Linked DNA regions of Zea mays: region 2 is linked to region 1. The links are chromatin contacts, called in public Hi-C maps. All regions are on one chromosome and are shown on one strand. The core of a region is the stretch at or near the end of the contact, and the rest is flanking DNA. Distances in the headings are between cores, read along the strand shown. Region 1 holds the start of LOC100278684. Region 2 holds the start of LOC100274081.

What was found. A called contact is a pair of places that touch in the nucleus more often than the background predicts.
Region 2: a contact with region 1 is called in a Hi-C map of ear, with 1.7 times the contacts expected there. The contact joins the promoter of LOC100274081 here to the promoter of LOC100278684 in region 1. A contact is called at or near these places in 2 of 25 Hi-C or Micro-C datasets (ear and leaf).

Annotation. Positions count from the first base shown.
Region 1 is chr2:219,038,020-219,041,645 of Zm-B73-REFERENCE-NAM-5.0, reverse strand. It overlaps LOC100278684, which reads left to right and starts at 1,585. Exons shown (of 2, transcript NM_001291592.1): 1 at 1,585-2,064. The coding sequence starts at 1,814.
Region 2 is chr2:219,204,602-219,208,127 of Zm-B73-REFERENCE-NAM-5.0, reverse strand. LOC100274081 reads left to right here and starts at 1,280. Exons shown (of 4, transcript NM_001148460.1): 1 at 1,280-1,720; 2 at 2,373-2,505; 3 at 3,199-3,462. The coding sequence starts at 1,416.

The DNA.
Region 1 (3,626 bases), core at 336-2,835:
GCTCCACTGGACCCATCTCGTCTCGGAAGGAAGCGTGTTCCTCGTGATCACTGACTGCCTGGGACCTAGAGGAGAAGAGAACCTTGCGTTGTGGTGGTAGTGGTACACAGCATTTTTTTTTTGTCCCGTCGCATGACCGGCTGTCGCGTCTCCGATGGCGGGATCAACTTGGGTACTATACTAGGCTACTAGCCGACTCCAACCACCTGCAGGCTTTCGCCTCGCTATGCAAGGAAGATGCGACGCAGCAGGCACGGCACCACACGATGACACGATATAAATGAGAAAACGTATGGAGGGAGAGGGAGACAGAAAATGAGAAAGGATGGAGAGAGATGGTCAAATTTTTTTAGCTTCTCCGACGGGGCCCACCGTCGACACACAGTTAGCTCAACCAGAATACCTAATAGAATCGCCCGCGGATTAACTACCTGCGCCACAGTCCTACTAACTCTGCTGACGTGGTTACGCAGGCACGTGAAAAAGTCACGTTTCTTTCTACCCGCGCGCAAAAGCAAATGTTAGCGTGCAAACCACAGAGAATGATAGTACGTTCATTGGGTAATCAATCTGCCGATGAGATATGTTTTCTGGGCCGCCGAATCAATAGCGACTCCTGCGAGAGAGGCAGAGTAAAGCGAGGGCACATGTCGTCACTCAAAAATTTGTTTTTTTAGTAATTCTAAACTATTTTCGTAGTTGTTAGATTCAAACCCCACACAAGGCCACAAGTGAATGACAAGGCTCTGAAATATGAGCTTACTCTGGCCATTAGTCTTACTGTGTCGAAAAACGTAGTCCTTCTTTGGATCAAAGGATTATTTTAAACTAATTCCTGTGAATTTTGTATACTATTCCTGTGAATTTTCTGTGTTCCAAAGGAGCCCACATTGTTCATCATTGAAAGAATAACCCTATTATGCCTCTTTGGATCAAAGGATGAAAATCCTGAATCATGTGCTTTTTTATGTGTTTTTGAACTAAATTTTGTGAAATTTTTATACCATTCCTATGAAATTATTGCGTTCTAAAGAAGCCCTTAATCTAGAATAAAAAAATAGCAAAAAAAAAAAAACGCGAGAAACTAGCGAAGCCGAGTACATGTCCGTTCTGCTATAATCAACCCAACCAGCCAAGCTATTTCTCAAATCACATTTCATGCGTTATTTGTAACTCTGAAGGTCTAAAATCTCGGACTCAGGTTTGTCTAAAACGTGAAATGGCAAGTACAGACAAGAGACTGCTTGCATTCTACGAAGACAAGGCATATAATTGGTCCATCGTGAAAGCGAGGATTTCCAGCAAAATCTTCAAAGTTGAATACGCGATGCCCCGTGCTTTTGAAGCTGCATTTTCCGCCCGGCCCGGCTGAACGTGTTACGTGTGGAGTGCGTTTGGTTTTTCTCGGCTAAGCTGCCTGATAACTCCTGACAGCGCCCTGCTGATCCACTGGCTGGCCCCACATGCCTGCCTGCCTGCCTGCTAAACGCCCAAACCCCACCTCCGCCCACGCCATAAAAATAGACCGAGTCCAGTCCATGTCGCGGCGCCAGAAGCCTACGCGCAGTCGCAGAGAGACCATCCCGCCACGGCAGCAAGCGAAGCGAGCCTAGCCAGCCAAACCGGGGCCAGGCCAGGCCGCCAGGGGGACGGGACGGGAAGGAAACCGAGGCAGGCGGCGGCAGCGGCAGCGGCAGCGGTAGCAGCAGCGCAGGGCGCACGCGCTTCTCGTTTCGTGTCGCCAGGGGAAGGAGGAGGAGCGAGTGGGTTGGGGGATCGGCTGGCGGCCGAGGGTCCGGGAGCTGCGGGCGGCATGGGGAGGGACGAGATGCTACGGCGTAGCCTCGTGGCGCTGGCGGCGGCCGTGGCGCTCACGGGGCTGGCCACGGCGTCGCTGCGCAAGGCGGCGGTCACGTACGGCTTCGGCATCCTCGCCATCGCCGGCGTCCTGCTCCCGGACTGGGAGTTCTTCGACCGCGACTACTCCCAGTGGCTAACCCCCATGCCCGCCTCCCGCCGCACGGCCGCCGCCGCGGCTGCCGACCGGGAGCACGACGTCTGGAAGTAAGACTCCGCAGCCTTTCCCTCCCTCCCTCCCTCCCCCTGTTCTGTGATCTTTCCCCACGCTCTGTACGTCTGTGGAATCTATGTTCTTAGGAGGCTCGGGCAGTGCCAAAAGACTGCTGGGACAAGATTGCTCGCTCTTTTGGTCCTTCTCAAAATCAAAAGTAGTAAGATTTTGGTCGTTCTCTTTTTTGGGGCACTCCGTGTTAAGATCTTGCTTTATTTGGAACCGAGTCGAGGTACAAAACCACACGTTGCATCTTTCATTCCAGAATTTAGATGCGAGTTCGTGCTCATTAAAAGCACCTGACGGTGAAACTTCAAGCCACTTTCCCTTTCCACGATTCAGCTTCTTTGACAAAACTCGTGGTTTTTTTATTTGTCCGGAAGAGAGTTCTAATGCACGCTTGCCATACAATAGCTAGGCATGTTTCTTCATATTCTGTTTTTTTTTCCTGATAAGAGATGCATGTTGTTCTAGTAGATCGGTGAGGTACTTAGATTTGTTCCTGTTCTTGTTCCTGTGGATTCGACACAGCAGATCGAATCGAATGCATGTCGATCGCTGTATGGTCCTGAATATCATCGCATTAATTCTTCATCTACAATCATAACAATTGATGGGCCCTGAAGATACAATATGATCACGGAAACAAAGCAAATCGCTTGAATGCTATTTAGAAAAAAAAAGAATTGTCTCCCAGCAGCAGTGCCATTTGCGATAGGGACGTGCTGGCCTATAACTATTTAGTTGCAGAATAATAGGGTCGCTGGCCGGTGGCCGCCTGCTTTTAATGCTGCTATCGATCGCATAGGTTCAGCGGCATATGCTACAGCACCTGGAGGTTGGTTTAGGGTTGTCTACCAGTCTAGGAAACTTTTAGGAGTCAAAATTATGTGGATGTAAGCTTTAGTCGTTGATTATTTGCATGACCTGATAACAGTTAGCTGTTGGTGTTTTGAGCGGTGGATTAGGTTTGTAGTTGGGGCTATGAGCAGCTGAAATATCGCCTTCGGGGTCTATTTTTGTGTCTTTGGATGTATACGTTTCTACTGGTTGGTTACCAGAGTGTCGCTATTACATATATAAAGGCAGAACAGGTCACTTCTTTTGACCGGGAAAAAGCTAGATGATTTGTCTAGAGGCGACCTAACTATCTTATGTTTTAATTTTACTAAAAAAAGTTTGCAATGAATGCTTTTTTTAGGTAATGGGAAAAAAATTCTGGCTTCAGACCTCTTCATAGAAGAGGCATCAGTCTGCACTTATTACAAGACACCCCGCAGCTCACACTCGAGTTTAGACTTTAGAAATGAAAGATGACTGTTACTTTGGTGCTGCTGACTGATTGAGAATAGGACTCCAAGCATAATAGTTTTTTATAGGGTACAACGACGCCACAAACTCACACCACTACACAACACACGCACACACACGTGTGTCTAATACATACATTAAAGAGGGATTTAGAGGTCTAGACCTCTAGTGTGTGAGAAACACGTGGTACCATGGAACGCGCACGCGTGTGTGGTACCCTAAAAGGGCTTGTTCGTTTCACCAT
Region 2 (3,526 bases), core at 31-2,530, 170 kb before region 1:
TTTATATGGTAGAGGGACTTAAGGTATGTTTTGTTTAGTTGTAGATTTATAAAAAACATGATTGTAGTAGTTAGTTGCGAGAAAGCTGCTGCGAGTTGATGGTTATGGAAAAGCTAAAATATATTTGGTTGAAACAAATGTCACCTGTAAATTATATAGGAGCATGATAGCTTATAACATAGACGATAGTAATCTGGCCGGAAACATTAGGGTATAAGGTGATAATGGATTGAAATATTGAAATATATAGATTTTCATAAGTCTATTCTAATATTGTACTCGTTTGATTGAAATTCCTTATTTGTAGCAACGGATTTGGTTCAGAAAGCCGAATAAAAACACCGTTAGGATGTTTTTTTATAGAGAAAAGGTAAAATTTTGCACTAAAAATAGCCTAAGCGGTGTTTGAATGCATTAGAACTAATAGTTAATTGGTTAAAAATTATTAGCGAAATTAGCTAACTAACAAATAGCTACATAACTATTAACTAATTTAGCCACTAATTATTAGCTATAGTGCATTCAAACACAACCTAAGTCTACGATATCTTTATCTTCCATGGTAAAAAAAACAGTGCGTGCTCCTTTTCCCTCCGCATAAAGAGGGAAGTCGCCTGGACCAAGTTTTCTACTGCCGCCACTTTTTAAATATGCGATGTTTAAGATAAACTAATCAGTCCAAAATAAAATAGTGGTTGAACGTTTAAAACAGGAGGGAAATTACACAACATTAAAATCAACCGTAGCACGTACGGAGTAGCCGTACTTGCATGGCACATGAATACAAGATCCAGAACATTCTTGACTTGTTGTCAGCCTGCAGCCTGGCTGGTCCTGCCCGTGTCCGTGGCTGACAGAACAAACAGGAGAGAAAGAGAGAGGAGACAGAAACGGCGACCGTTACGGGACCGCCCGGCCCCCCGTTCCGTGCGAGCCGCCCGCAAGCGTTCAAAATTTCAAATACTGACACGGCCGCAGCGTACGGCGTCGCGAACGTGATAGCTACCGGGCGTCCCGTCCCGTCCGGCCGTCACGGGGTCAACCCTCCCGCCGCGGGCCCCGGCTGGCAGCGCCTCGCGGAGATCGGCTGGCCGACGCCCGGTCCTGCGTGTCATTGGCTGCGGAGGGTGGGTGGTGGTGTGCCGGTGCGTGCGCAGTGGGCTCTTTGAAAGAGTGTGGGGGCCCGTAAGCACCACACAGCGACCCCGCACCTTCCTTCCATTCGACTCCACACTCCACTCCCAGCCTCGCCTCCCCTCGCCTTTTTAGAGAGAGAAACCACGGCTGCCGGCCCCCAGCGAGCTAGAGAGAGAAACCAAGGCCAAGGAGCACAGCACCCCGTCCGTCCCCAGCAGGAGAGCGAGAGACAGAAGGGTGTGCGAAGGAAAGAAGAGGCGGTGGGAGAGGAGGGCGACATGGAGAGGCCGGCACCGGTGAGGAAGTCTCACACGTCGACGGCGGACCTGCTGATCTGGCCGGAGGGGGCGCCGCAGGAGTCGCCCGCCGGGGCCACGCCGCCATCCAACCGCCGGCCGCATCAGGTGAGCGCCTTCCTTTCGCTTCCCCACTGGGCGCCCCAGGTACACTGGCTGATTTGTGGGAGGACTTCACCCTGCCTGAACCTTTCTGTTCTCTGTTCGGTGCAGCCGTCGGAGGCGCTCAGGAAGGTGGTGTTCGGCGGGCAGGTGACGGAGGAGGAGGCCGAGAGCCTCAACAAGAGGTGAGCTTCCGGGCGTTTGCCCGGCCATATTCTCTTGCCAGGGTGGGGGTGGGATTTTGTGTTCTGTTCTTATTCTGTTGCCTGATGACGACCTTCTGGCCTTGGCGACCAGATCTCCCGAGATTTACGGCACAACTTTGGGCACTGTTATTTCTTTTGTATGTGCCGTTGTTGATCTGTGCTGCTGTGGGTGGAGAAATTCGTTGGATTTGAGGTTTGCTGAGATTTGCGCGCCAAAGTCTTAATTCTGTTCTTTTAGAGTTTCTTTCTCGGTTCTGCTCTATAGGCTCCTGAAAAAGTTTTGCTAGTAGTATTACCGTAATGTGACTATGGTTTAGCTGTTCATGTAATTGCCATCTCACCAACTATGTTGGAGTATCGAAAACTGATCGCATCCTTCAAAATTTTCAGCTAATAAGGTATGCTGAAGACGAGTTGCTAAACATAGTTTCGTTCAAGATCACTTGCACTGTTTAAACAACTAATACGGCTCTAGTGCACAATCGATGAATTTGTGTTGGTCACAAGTCTCCTGATTTGTCCATGTTTTGTCAAGTTCTGTATATCGTCATAGTTTCATTGATTATTAAGATTTCAGATTAGTACACGGAGGGAGCTGTGGCTCACCAAGCCGTTCCTTTTCCCCCTTCAGGAAACCATGCTCTGCTCCCAAGTGGAAGGAGATGACAGGAAGCGGCATATTTGCTGCTGGGGGCGAGGCTGAAGAAGATGAATCTGCCAATGCCTCTGCAACTCCCATTCGGACCGCTCCAAAGAATTATCAGGTACTGCTTATGTAGGTTGATTTTTACTCTGTTTTGTTTAGGCTTCATCCCTGGCAACCCTTCTGCGTTGAACTGTTGATATTAGGATTATTGTTTTATTTTCAGGTGCTGGCTAACTTGTTGTGACAAGATGGATCACTTGATTTATCTATTTATGTTCTTGCTTTGCTATAAATTTTGAATGTCGTTGATATAAGCTGCTGGTTGCTATGATCAAAACTTTTAAATGTTATACATACGTTCTAGTCCTACCTCTCCTTAGGGGGCTAGAGGTTGTTGAGATGAATCTTGTGAGAAGGGTTTGGGCAAGCATTATTATTTTGTATACACATTGGTTGGTGAGCTTTCCTTGTGATAGAACTGGGCATTTTGATTGGTAAGTTGAGCTGAACGAGAAATATTCGAGAACTTTGATTGATAGACACATGAGACTTAGGTACTATTTTTTTTTTGTAGATAACTTTGGTTAAGATGTCAATAAACAACAAACCTTGATTAAACTCTAAACATATATAGTACAGCAAGTTTCATAATTTTTCTACAGACTGCTTAGCATGCTTCTAATCCATAATCATCTTGATGCTGGCTTCAAATGGAAAGGGTGAATATGCTTAGGTTTGATATAGATTTAACCTCTTACGTCGCTGGAACACTGTTACACAGACTAATCCTACTGCATTTTCTCAAACACAGGCAATTAGCACCATAAGCCACATCTCATTTTCCGAGGAAGAAAGCATTTCTCCGAAGAAGCCGACTTCGATAGCAGAGGTGGCGAAGCAGCGCGAGCTGAGCGGCACACTTCTGAGCGAGGACGACAGCAAGATGAAGAAGCAGATATCGGACCTGAAATCCAAGGAGCTGAGCGGCCACGACATCTTTGCTCCTCCGGAAGACCCACGGCCACGCAACTCAGAGAACGGCTCGACCTCGCAGACCCCGGGCAAAAATGCACACGTCCTGACCTCTGAACTCACCTCGCCCTAATATAAACTCTCGCAGTCACAGAAGCTGCATGCAG